3 separate regions of the Mus musculus genome follow, and all the other regions are linked to region 3. The links are chromatin contacts, called in public promoter capture Hi-C maps. All regions are on one chromosome and are shown on one strand. Each heading gives the region's core, a stretch centred on a gene start, on an enhancer-like site or on the middle of the called end of the contact. The rest is flanking DNA. Distances are from core to core; before and after follow the strand shown.

What was found. Promoter capture Hi-C pulls out the DNA fragments that hold promoters and counts their contacts.
Region 1: a promoter capture Hi-C map of liver shows a contact between it and region 3, with 2.8 times the contacts expected there. The contact joins the promoter of Scamp1 here to the promoter of Zfyve16 in region 3. A contact is called at or near these places in 2 of 39 promoter capture datasets (hippocampal neurons and liver).
Region 2: a contact with region 3 is called in a promoter capture Hi-C map of erythroid cells, with 9 times the contacts expected there. The contact joins the promoter of Atg10 here to the promoter of Zfyve16 in region 3.

The regions. Positions count from the first base shown.
Region 1 is chr13:94,283,690-94,286,786 of GRCm38.p6, forward strand. It overlaps Scamp1 (secretory carrier membrane protein 1), which reads right to left and starts at 1,592. Exons shown (of 9, transcript NM_029153.1): 1 at 1,531-1,592. The coding sequence starts at 1,587.
Region 2 is chr13:91,222,025-91,225,478 of GRCm38.p6, forward strand. It overlaps Atg10 (autophagy related 10), which reads right to left and starts at 1,963. Exons shown (of 8, transcript NM_025770.3): 1 at 1,915-1,963.
Region 3 is chr13:92,529,364-92,532,756 of GRCm38.p6, forward strand. It overlaps Zfyve16 (zinc finger, FYVE domain containing 16), which reads right to left and starts at 1,447. Exons shown (of 18, transcript NM_173392.4): 1 at 1,336-1,447.

The sequences.
Region 1 (3,097 bases), core at 342-2,841, 1.8 Mb after region 3:
CCAACAGCCTTGTGGTTAGATGCTTAAAAACAGCATCACTGAATTATCTAAGTTAGGAGAGACTAATGGGCTCTTAATGTTTCATCTCTAATTATTTTTAAATGACACTCACTTGACAAATTATGAAATGTTTCTTTTGGATATCCATAATATCAGAATAATCCAATTTTCACTACATGGAAGTGAGTCCAATAGTAAATGAAACAAAAACTTCAGGGGGTTGAGGGAGCATGGACCGCCCTTTAAAGTGTACCTGAGCCTTTTATCTGCAATTACAGAGTTTGGCAGGCTGAGGTAGAAGGAAAGAAAGTTCCAAAGCCAGGTACACTACCTAGTGAGACCCTGTCTCAAAACAACAATGAAAACCAAAACAAAAAAGCAAATGAATAGATCGGGAGGACCAGGTGTTGAAAGTTACAGTCAACTCAACCATAACAGCTTTCTCTGTAGTTTTGCAAAATGAGTCCAGCTGTCAGGTATAAGGGGGATAACTTCATTAAAAGAATCCTTCATGAAGACATGAGGTTAAAACCATCAGAACAGGGGTGCCTTTTGCTTCAATATTGCAGGTAAGCCACAAAAGGACTAAAAAGAGGTAAACCCAACAGGCCAGAAGCAGCACTTGGGTGCCCACAAATTAGTTCCTACTTCACCTTTGAGACTACAAATTAAAGTTTGAGCTGCACACAGTCAGAGCAATTAAGAAAGAACTAACCAAGCCAACAGTTGGAAGAAATTGCCTTGCTATGCCTCACAGTCTTTAAGAAAACCAAAGTACTTTTCAAGGCAAAGTTCTCGGACGCGGCATTAAATTTTAGAGCAGATGCCTAACATTTAAATGGCCTGCCTAGGCATTTATTTCTATGCCAAGCCCTTCTGAGGCTTGGGATCCGATCAGGTCCACTCCATGAAGGAAAGAGCTCACTCACGTGAGGAACGGAATCCTCAAACAGCTCGGATCCCCGGTGACGCACTCCCAGCTTGGAAAATGGCCCAGGGTCCACCTCCCTAACAGCAGCTAGGTGGGGAGATGCCCGTGTGCACTATTGTTTCCAGATGTTTATTTATTTTTAACTTCTGTTTGATGCCCGTTCCCCTAAACTGGGCCCGGTGGGGAAGGGGGCCTCTGGCAGCGCCACTGGTGGCTCTGGGAGCAACCGAGTTTTGATAATAAAAAACACCCCTTTATCCTTTTATCGCAGCGTCCGTGTATCCGCGCCTCTCTCCCGCACACCTTGGCCGTCACCGGCACGCAGCGCCGGTGCCAGGTCCCCATGACAACCCCAGCCCGGGCGCCCCGGCCTCCCGGCCCCCGCCCCGCGGCCCGCCGTGCCGACCGGACTAGTGGCGGCCACACATGCCCCGCTCCGCTCCGGACCCGGCTCCCGGTCCGGCCGGTCCGCGGCCCGGTGCGAGCCTCCTGGCTGGTGGCGCGGCCAGTGGTGACGCTGCGTCCCGAGACCCTCCCGACAGGGCCTCCACGGCCACCGCGACGCCCAACGCGGGCCAGGGCCGCGGCCGGGCGCTCACCTTGAACGGGTTGTTGAGATCCGGATCCGCAAACGGGTTGCTGTCAAAATCCGACATTGCCCCGGCACTGCGCGTCACCCACCCGAGCCCGGCGCCGAGACACAGACGAGGCGAGGCCGCCGCCCCCCTGCGCGCTCACGTCGCCGCCGCCGCCGCACAGATCCGGGTGCAGCTCGCGGGCCACCGAGCCGGCCGTGCCACTGAGCATGCCCGGTGCGGCGGAGGCCCGCGGCGCCCAGCCATCCGGCCGTCCCTTCCCGCCTGGATCTGCGCTCCGGGCTCTGCCTCCGACCGAAGGGCGAGCGCAGGCGGAGGGCAGGTTCCAAGCCCCGGGCCGTGGACCCACCTAGTGCGGCTTGGGGAAGGGGTGGTGGCCTGTGTAGGGGAGGACGGTGCGCGCAGGTCCCACGTGGCAGGTGGGGGAGACAAGACTTGGAGAGCGAGTAGCTGAGGTGCGAAAACATCCGCCGCAGACACCAAAGATTCCAGACCCCAGAGAGGATAGGAACCCTAAAGCAACTTAAAACATCGCTGCCCGACACACCCCAACCTGGGAAACCCAGCCGGTCCTCCGATCCCAGGTTACTGCGAAGTCACGGAAAGCGGCTTCGCGCTGAGGATCCGGAGTTGCTCCAAGAAAAGGCAACATTCACTGCGGGGAGGGGGGGGGGGCAGCCTCTGTCTCCCATCCTCCCTCCCCACTCATAAATAATGGGGGGTGGGGGCACGTGGGACGGCCGAGTAGGTGGCAGAGTCTATCGACCCAGACCCTCAAGTTACTGATAATGGAAGAGAAATTGTTGACGTTTATTTTCAGGCATTTGGATGCAGAATACACACCTCCTAATATTTGCCTTTTTTCTTCCAAGTGCCGGGAATGATTATTGAAAACTACAGTAAATGACATATCAGTCATTGCACCACCCGGAACTTGTTGAGAGGACATGGCTTTCTCAACTCTATCCTTCCTTCCACTTTTAACAGAAGGGCACTTGGGTGAACCCAGAATTATTTTTATTTGGCAGGGACCTAAGAACTGGAAAAACCCAGATTTAATTATCCATAGCTTTTTGAGGGCCTTGCGCTAGGCAAAGTCACCTAGGCAATAATAACTTTCCCCAATGTGAAAGCGCACCCACCCACCCACGCACAACGTGCTGTAGTCTGGTAGAATCCAGGTTGGGATGACAAAGCAGCTGCTTCTAAGGCAGCCAACTAATTAGGAAGTAGGCATCCAACAGTGATCACCACAAGGTGGAAAGAATCTAAGATTGGGGGCTCTGCTCCCAGATCCTCGGCAGCTGCCTGTACCTGGTTCTGACTCAGGGTTCAGCACCTGTTGAAATCCAAGCTCAACTACAAAAGTTACTTTGTGCTCCTGTGCTAACCTCTCTGAGTGTTAGAGGCTAAAGAATAAGTATGAAAAACTGCGTAAAACGTGCCCCGCATGTCTTTAAATCCAGGTAAATATTGGCTGAACGTGTGCAAACAGCGAGGGTACCTACCCTGCCCCTTGTTCTGTGGGTTGTCTCATCTCTCCTGAACCTGACCTTATCCAGCTGATTCC
Region 2 (3,454 bases), core at 713-3,212, 1.3 Mb before region 3:
TTGTTTTTATAGCCTGTTGTCAACGTACCATCACCAGGTAATCTCTATAGCTCTTTCTTTTGGATGTTGATTATACTTGTGATTCAAACATAACCTCCGAGGTCCAAAGCACATCTTAAGGCCTCAAGATAATATTTAAATCATCCTCACTCTGAAACTCTCTACTTATGTAAGCTTTACTGTTTTTCCTAAAGGGATGCTTATGTTTCTAAGAAATTTATTGAACGTTAAAAAGTGCTATCAAGATATAATTTGTTCTGGGCATGGTAGTAGATGTTTATGCTCTAGAGGCAACATGATGGTGAGTTCTAGACTAGACTGGACTCAGTAAGACCCTGTCTAAAATATAAAACTGTGGGGGTAGTGTGGTACAGTTGGCAGCATGGTTGCCTAGCCTGCACAAAGGCCTGAGTTCAATTCCCAGCATCACATAAACTGGGCATTGTGTTTAATACACACAGAACTTGGGAAGTGGAGACAGGATCAGCTTAAGGTCAGCCCTAGCTGTCCAGGAAGCTCAAGGCTAGCCTAATCTAGAAAATCTAGACAGGGAAAGATATAATTTTTAAAGCACTGTCTTAGATATCCCCACTTTGTATAGTAAGATCTACACCCTAATCTTGAAATATTCCATATTCAAATGAATCCAGCTTAGAACTATTTACTCTAGTTTCTTCCATTAAAATATAAATAACAACTTTCTGGGTTTTTTTTTTTTTTTTTTTTGCTCATTGAGACAGGATCTAGCCATGCATAGTGCAGGCTAGCCTCAAAATGGAGGTAGCTCTGCCTCTAGCTATGCCAGGCTGGGGTGTGTATAGCCCATTGCCCCACACTTGGGTGAGAGGGATAGGCCATCAAGCTCAGGCATGACGTCTTTAAAACTGCTCTGTGAGACTTTTAACTCCCTTGTTGCTCTGAATTTTTTTTTTTCTGCTAAGTTTTTCATTCTGTGTCATTTTTTCCTGTCAATATCGGACACTTTGGAAGCAATGAGGAGCAATGGTACCTGGAATCCTAAAATAGACTTGAGTCCTGCACAGGGTCTGTGTTCTCCAACCCTAACCATCATAAATGTTCACTTTCATCACCACAGTGGGGGCCACTGTCACATTATAATGACCCAAAGTAAGCCTTTGGAAAAGAACTATTGCACTTAGAAAGAGGAAGCCAATTGTCAAAGAGAACTTAAAACATGAACACAAGCACTGGAGGGAAGCTGATGGCCCCTGTAACCTGAGATGGGGGTCTATAAACTCAGCTTCTCTGAGGAGAGGCTGAGGCAAGAGGCTCAAGATAGGTAAAACAGGCATGAGAGTGCCCACTAGGAATCCCAACACTTGTGTGACAGAGGCAGGGTTGTTTAGAGTTCCAGGCCAGCGTGGGCTACATAGTACAAATCTCTCTCAAAAACAAACCCAAGACTGTTCTGGTTGGTTTGTTTTGTTTTGTTTTGTTTTTTCCTTACAGTTGGAAACAATTTACATCTTGCCGAAAACATGTAACTGCAGAAAATGGGGCTCCATTTTGATTCTGAAACCCTGGGCTTTACTACCAAGATTTTCATAATTATCACTATAGATGCAAGTATGGCTTCTATAAATCAGTTAACTAGTCCTTTATCTCCGCCCCCCTCCCCCACCTTCCCGGTTTTATAGATTATGGGGGGAGGAGGTTGTGTTGGCTGCAAATCTGAAAAGCCTGCCAGTCACTTAACTTCCTTTGTTTCAAGGTCACGTGAGCACATTCCTAGCACAAGGTGGAAAGGTCGCCTGGGCGGCCCGCGCCCACCTCCCAGGCCTGTTACTGGCTGGCCGATCCTCCACCCTTCTCAGGTCCCAGGAGGCGGGCGAGGGCTGCAGGCAGCGGCGGAGGTACCGCCGTGGTTAGGTCGCCGAGGTTAGGTGTACTCACCCCGCTCGCTCGCCCTGACCTGGAGCCGGCGGCGCGCACGGGGCGGAGCGGGGAGGGACGGGGCGGGGCCGGGACCGCAGGAGCGACACGGCAGCGGAGGAGCTCTGCCCGCGCTGCGGTGAGCATGCGCAGTGGGGCTGCACGGTGACGTCCGGGCGAGACCTTCCTGCAACCCGGGCGCCAGCAGCCTTCACTTTCCCGGAGCCTAACCCGCTTGGTGCTCTCGGCCAGGCAGGGGCAACCCCGAGCCAGGGTATCTGCACTCCCTTCCCCACACGCAGTCATTCTAGACGCCTGGCTATAAACAGGGGACTCGTGACAAGTAGAGTGCGAGCCAGGATGAGGGCCGCGAGCATCCCCAAGAGCCTAGAGAGCAGTACCAGCTAAATGAGGTGGTCACTGCCACCCATTTAAGGCTGGGGCGAGAAGTTAGGAATTCGAATGCTAGTAACTGTATCATTTGCAGCACAAAAATCAGAAAATACCAATCAGTAAAATGAAACCAAGAGGCAATGGTAGGGCCAAGGAAAATACCAGAAGATGTAGGAGTCTTAGGGGTTATGGGGACCGATAGAATATCTCAGGAAAAGCATGTCTGGTCCTTTAAACAGTACAGTATTTCTTAGAAAAGAAACAGGCAAAATGAAACTGCTGTCTTCAAATGTGAAAAGGGAAATTTTGGTCTTGAGCAAGTAGTGTAAGATTACCATGTTAAGTAGCTAATAAATTCCTGGGACTCTAGGTAATGGTTTTGCAATTTCCTGTAAGTCCATATTGTTTCGAAATAAAAGGTTAACAGTGTGTGTGTGTATGTGTTCTGAGTTTGTTTTATAATTGGACAGAACATAGATCTGTAGTGACCACTGGCAAAAGATGGGGAAGGGGCTAACTTTAAAAGGGGCTTAGAAGTTAGAAGGATGGTAGAAGGATGGTAGTTTCTGATTGTTGGTTTTATTGATGATTAAACCACTATTTTGTTTGTCAAAACAAAAACCAAAAAAAGTGACATTTTGCCACACACAAAATAGTTTTAAAACAGTTTTGTAAAAATGAACTTTAACTTTTTTGAGCAACTATTAATTAATTGGTAGCACCTAATTTAATTTATTTTTTAATTAGAAGGAATCTGTAGCCTAGGCTAGCCTGGAACTGTAAATACTTCTACATCTAAGTGTTAGGATTAAAGCTTGGAACATCTTAACCTGCTTCTATTTGACGTGTTAGTTTGTTTTGAAGGATAAGAAGTTATTTGTAGGGTATGGCAGCTCATGCTTATAACCCCAGCACTCAGTGAAGTAATAGGGGGTGGTGGCAAGAGGAATTCAAGGCCAATCTGGGCTATAGAGGAAATTCTAGAGCAGCCAAGTCTGCTTTATTATTTTCTAAAAATAAAGTAAAAATTACCAAAAAAAAAAAAAACCTGCCCATGTAAAAATAAGAATCATTAATTTACCATACTATTGTACTCAAAATTTTAGAATACGTACCACAAATTATACCACATTAGCTTAAGCCCGGCATTCTATACCAGAGCCAGTTT
Region 3 (3,393 bases), core at 197-2,696:
GTGTAGGGATTATGTAAGCCTTTCAAAGCTAAATTATGTCTCTCTACATTTTACTTAAAAAGAGAAAAGGAGATAATTTTATTATTTTCCTTAAAAATGATATAAAATATTCTAACAATATAAAAATAATAAAAATATATTAGAAGGCAGTTGGACACTAGACTGTAAGGGGTATAAAATTGTGAAAGACAGTAATATGATCATGAAGAAAATGTTCAATGTACATTAGAATTAGAATTTAAAAACAACCAAGATTTTTTAATATAATAAAGTATTTGCTTCATTGTATGACTATTTTTAAGTGAATATGTGAAGAAAAAAAAGAATTTCCAGAGTTTTAATTTTCAAAATGGTAAATATTCTGCATTAACAATTACATTTTCTTGAATATTTTTCAATTGTCATTATCTTCAACCATATAGGATACTATGTGTAATTGGCATTATGACTGGGGACAAAAAAATTAGTTTTATTTGTAAGGTAGCTACTTCAAAAGATTGTTTTTGCTCATATTATTATGTGTATAGTAAAAAAATGTAATGGGTATATGTGTACAGCTTTTAAAAACATGGGAAAGGTGAGCAACACTCTTATCATTTTAAGTTTAAAATGCAACAGGGGCCAAAAAAAAAAAAAAAAAAAAAAAAAAAGGACAAAGAAAAATGTCAAAATGGTAAGCGGCTGGTTACTTTTGCACGGTGGAATGGTGACTAGCTCATTCCTAATTCCCTCCTCTAATTTTTAAATAGCTTGCCACTAAATGTGTAGTTTAATATCAAAGAGAAGGGGGAAAAAAGAAGTTATGTGAAAAATCGGACAGACACGATCAAACCACTAAACTTTTGCCAACTCGAGAAATGCCAAACTCAGCCGAGTAAGTGACGGAACCGGATGACATCACCAACTTATTCTTTGAATTAAAAGATGAAGTTAATATTTAAATTTACGGGCTGGTTTTCTGACATGGCTAACCAAGAACATGAGTCTGGAATGTAACAAATTGCAATCACGGTCGCACAAACAGGTTAACTGTTAAAAGTTAAGGTCATCTCTTCAGAGGCACCAAAGACAGCGAGCGAACACTGAGGCATCAGTGAAACGGAGGAGGCGGCGACAACAGGCGCCGCGGGGACTCGCGGGATCCAGTGCGGCCCGACCCGGCCCAGCCCAGCCCGCGATGGGGTCGGGTATCTCGGCCGCACAGAGCCCAGGGTGGCAGGCGGGTCCCGGAGGAAGGCGAGGCCGGGCCGTCGCAGCCTAGCGAGTCCGAGGCCGCCCCGCCCCTCCGCCCGCAGTACGCTGAGGAGAGGCCGGTGGCGGCTCCGAGGCTCTTACCTCCCCACACCCCGCCGAGCTCTCGGGGACTCGACGCGACGCCGCAGTGAGGCGTGAAGAGTAACCCGGCCACGACACCCAGGACAGCGCGACGCCAGCCTAGAGCTCGTCCCCAGCCGACCTAGCAGAGAAGGGCGCAGGCGCAGAGAATGCTTCCCGCTGCCACGCCCCCTCCGGGAGGCTTGATCTATGCGCATGCGCGCTGCTCGGGTCCGAGCCAGTCCACGCGGGCGCGCCGGAAGTGGCCAGGCGACTCCGTTGGGATCCTGCGCTCGGACGCTGTTCCAAGGACGCTCTTCTGCTGGCCTCAGGAGGTGACTAGTGCCACAGCTCAGCTGACCCGGCACTCCGGTTTGCACCAGCCAAATCCAGCGGCCGACACTGTATCTCACCTCCGGGCAGCTCCTAAATGCCGGTCCTTGGGTGAGCGGATTGGCCGACGCCGCCCTGCACTTCTGGCTGTACTTCTGCATTTCCAACCCTCTGTAGCCTCCAGAGCGGCTGCTGTCTAAAACCAGAAGCCAGCTACCCTCTCGGAAGGAGATGCCCGATGCCTCGCGCGCGCTCTCTGCTTCGGCCTTCGCATTTTCACCACGAGTTTTCTAAAATTCAAAGAGAGCGAAGAGAAAATTAGTATCCGGACCAGCTTGGGGACTGCTGGCTCGCCTAGGCTTTCGAGAGATTACAAGCGTTATCGCTGCTGTGATTTGTACTCAAGAGACTTCACAGTCAGAGCTCAGGTCCTCAATTCAGTAATTGGCAACTGTAGTTTATCTTTCAGAGATTCTGCATCTCTACTTCTGGTTCCCCTTCTAAACTCTGATTTTTGCCAAGAGCAAAACTTTTGGTTGTGTAAGGTGACTGGCCTGTTCTTTGACAGACAATGCAAAAGAGATGCTTCGCTTACATTAGCTAATTAATCTTAAGAATAATTCCACAAGGGCTGGAGAGATGGCTCAGCCGTTAAAGGCTAGTCTCACAACCAAAAATATAAGAATAATTCTACAAAGTACAGTGTGTATTTTCACTTTTATACGTTGGACACTGTCACAGATAAAATGGGGCCGTCGTCTTTTTGGAACCTCAATTCAGAAGCAGTGGCTTGTGCATACAAATTAGGGGCAAAAGTATATAGTACAATGTAAGGACAAATAAGAGTTATTTTAAATGAACAAAACAACATTTTAAAGTATATGCAAATCAGTTCACAAAATAGCATGTCTACCACATTTTATTGATGTTCAAACTTAATATAGCAGAAACAGTGTATTCTCCATAAATCTGTTTTACCAATTTGCTTAATTTATAGATGAATTCATTGGTGAGAATAGTGTGGATACTCTCATATCCTGGTGTGGATATAAGTTAACACAAATTCACATATAAAGTAGGACTTTTGAAAGAACCTGCTTAGTAGCCAGGTACAGTAGCCCAAATTCCCTCCCCAGGAACACCTGTAAGGAGAAGCAAGGTAAAGACAGAACTTCCAGAAGGAAAGACAGAAACCAATGGGGACCTGAGAGGGAGAGCAGTCTGTCTGTCTTTCTTGCCTCACTCCTATTCTTGAAGTATGTTCTTGATATTGAAACTATGAATCCAGTCCCCTATTTCCTCCTTCTTTTTTCACTACCTGAATTTGAATTCTAGTTCTGCCACTCATTAGCTTTGTTACTGAAAGCTAGACACTCTCTTAGTAAGAGTATGATACGAATAATGTGTAACCTGAGATATCCACATAGCACAATTGAATCACTGATGATCCTATTGGCTCAGTCCTTTTCATGAATTGTTGGATTCTATTCATGTTGGTATGTTTTATGGTTTGTGTATGCTCAGCTCAGGGAGTGGCACGATTAGAAAGTTTGGCCCTATTGGAGTAGGTGTGGCCTTGCTGGAGTAGGTGTGTCAATGTGAGTGTGGGCATTTAACATCCTCAATCTAGCTGCCTAGAAGTCAGTCTTCCACTAGCAGCCTTCAGATGAAGATGTAGAACTCTCAGCTCCGCCTGCATCACTTCTGCCTAGATGCTGCCATGTCCCTGCCTTAATGTTAATGGAC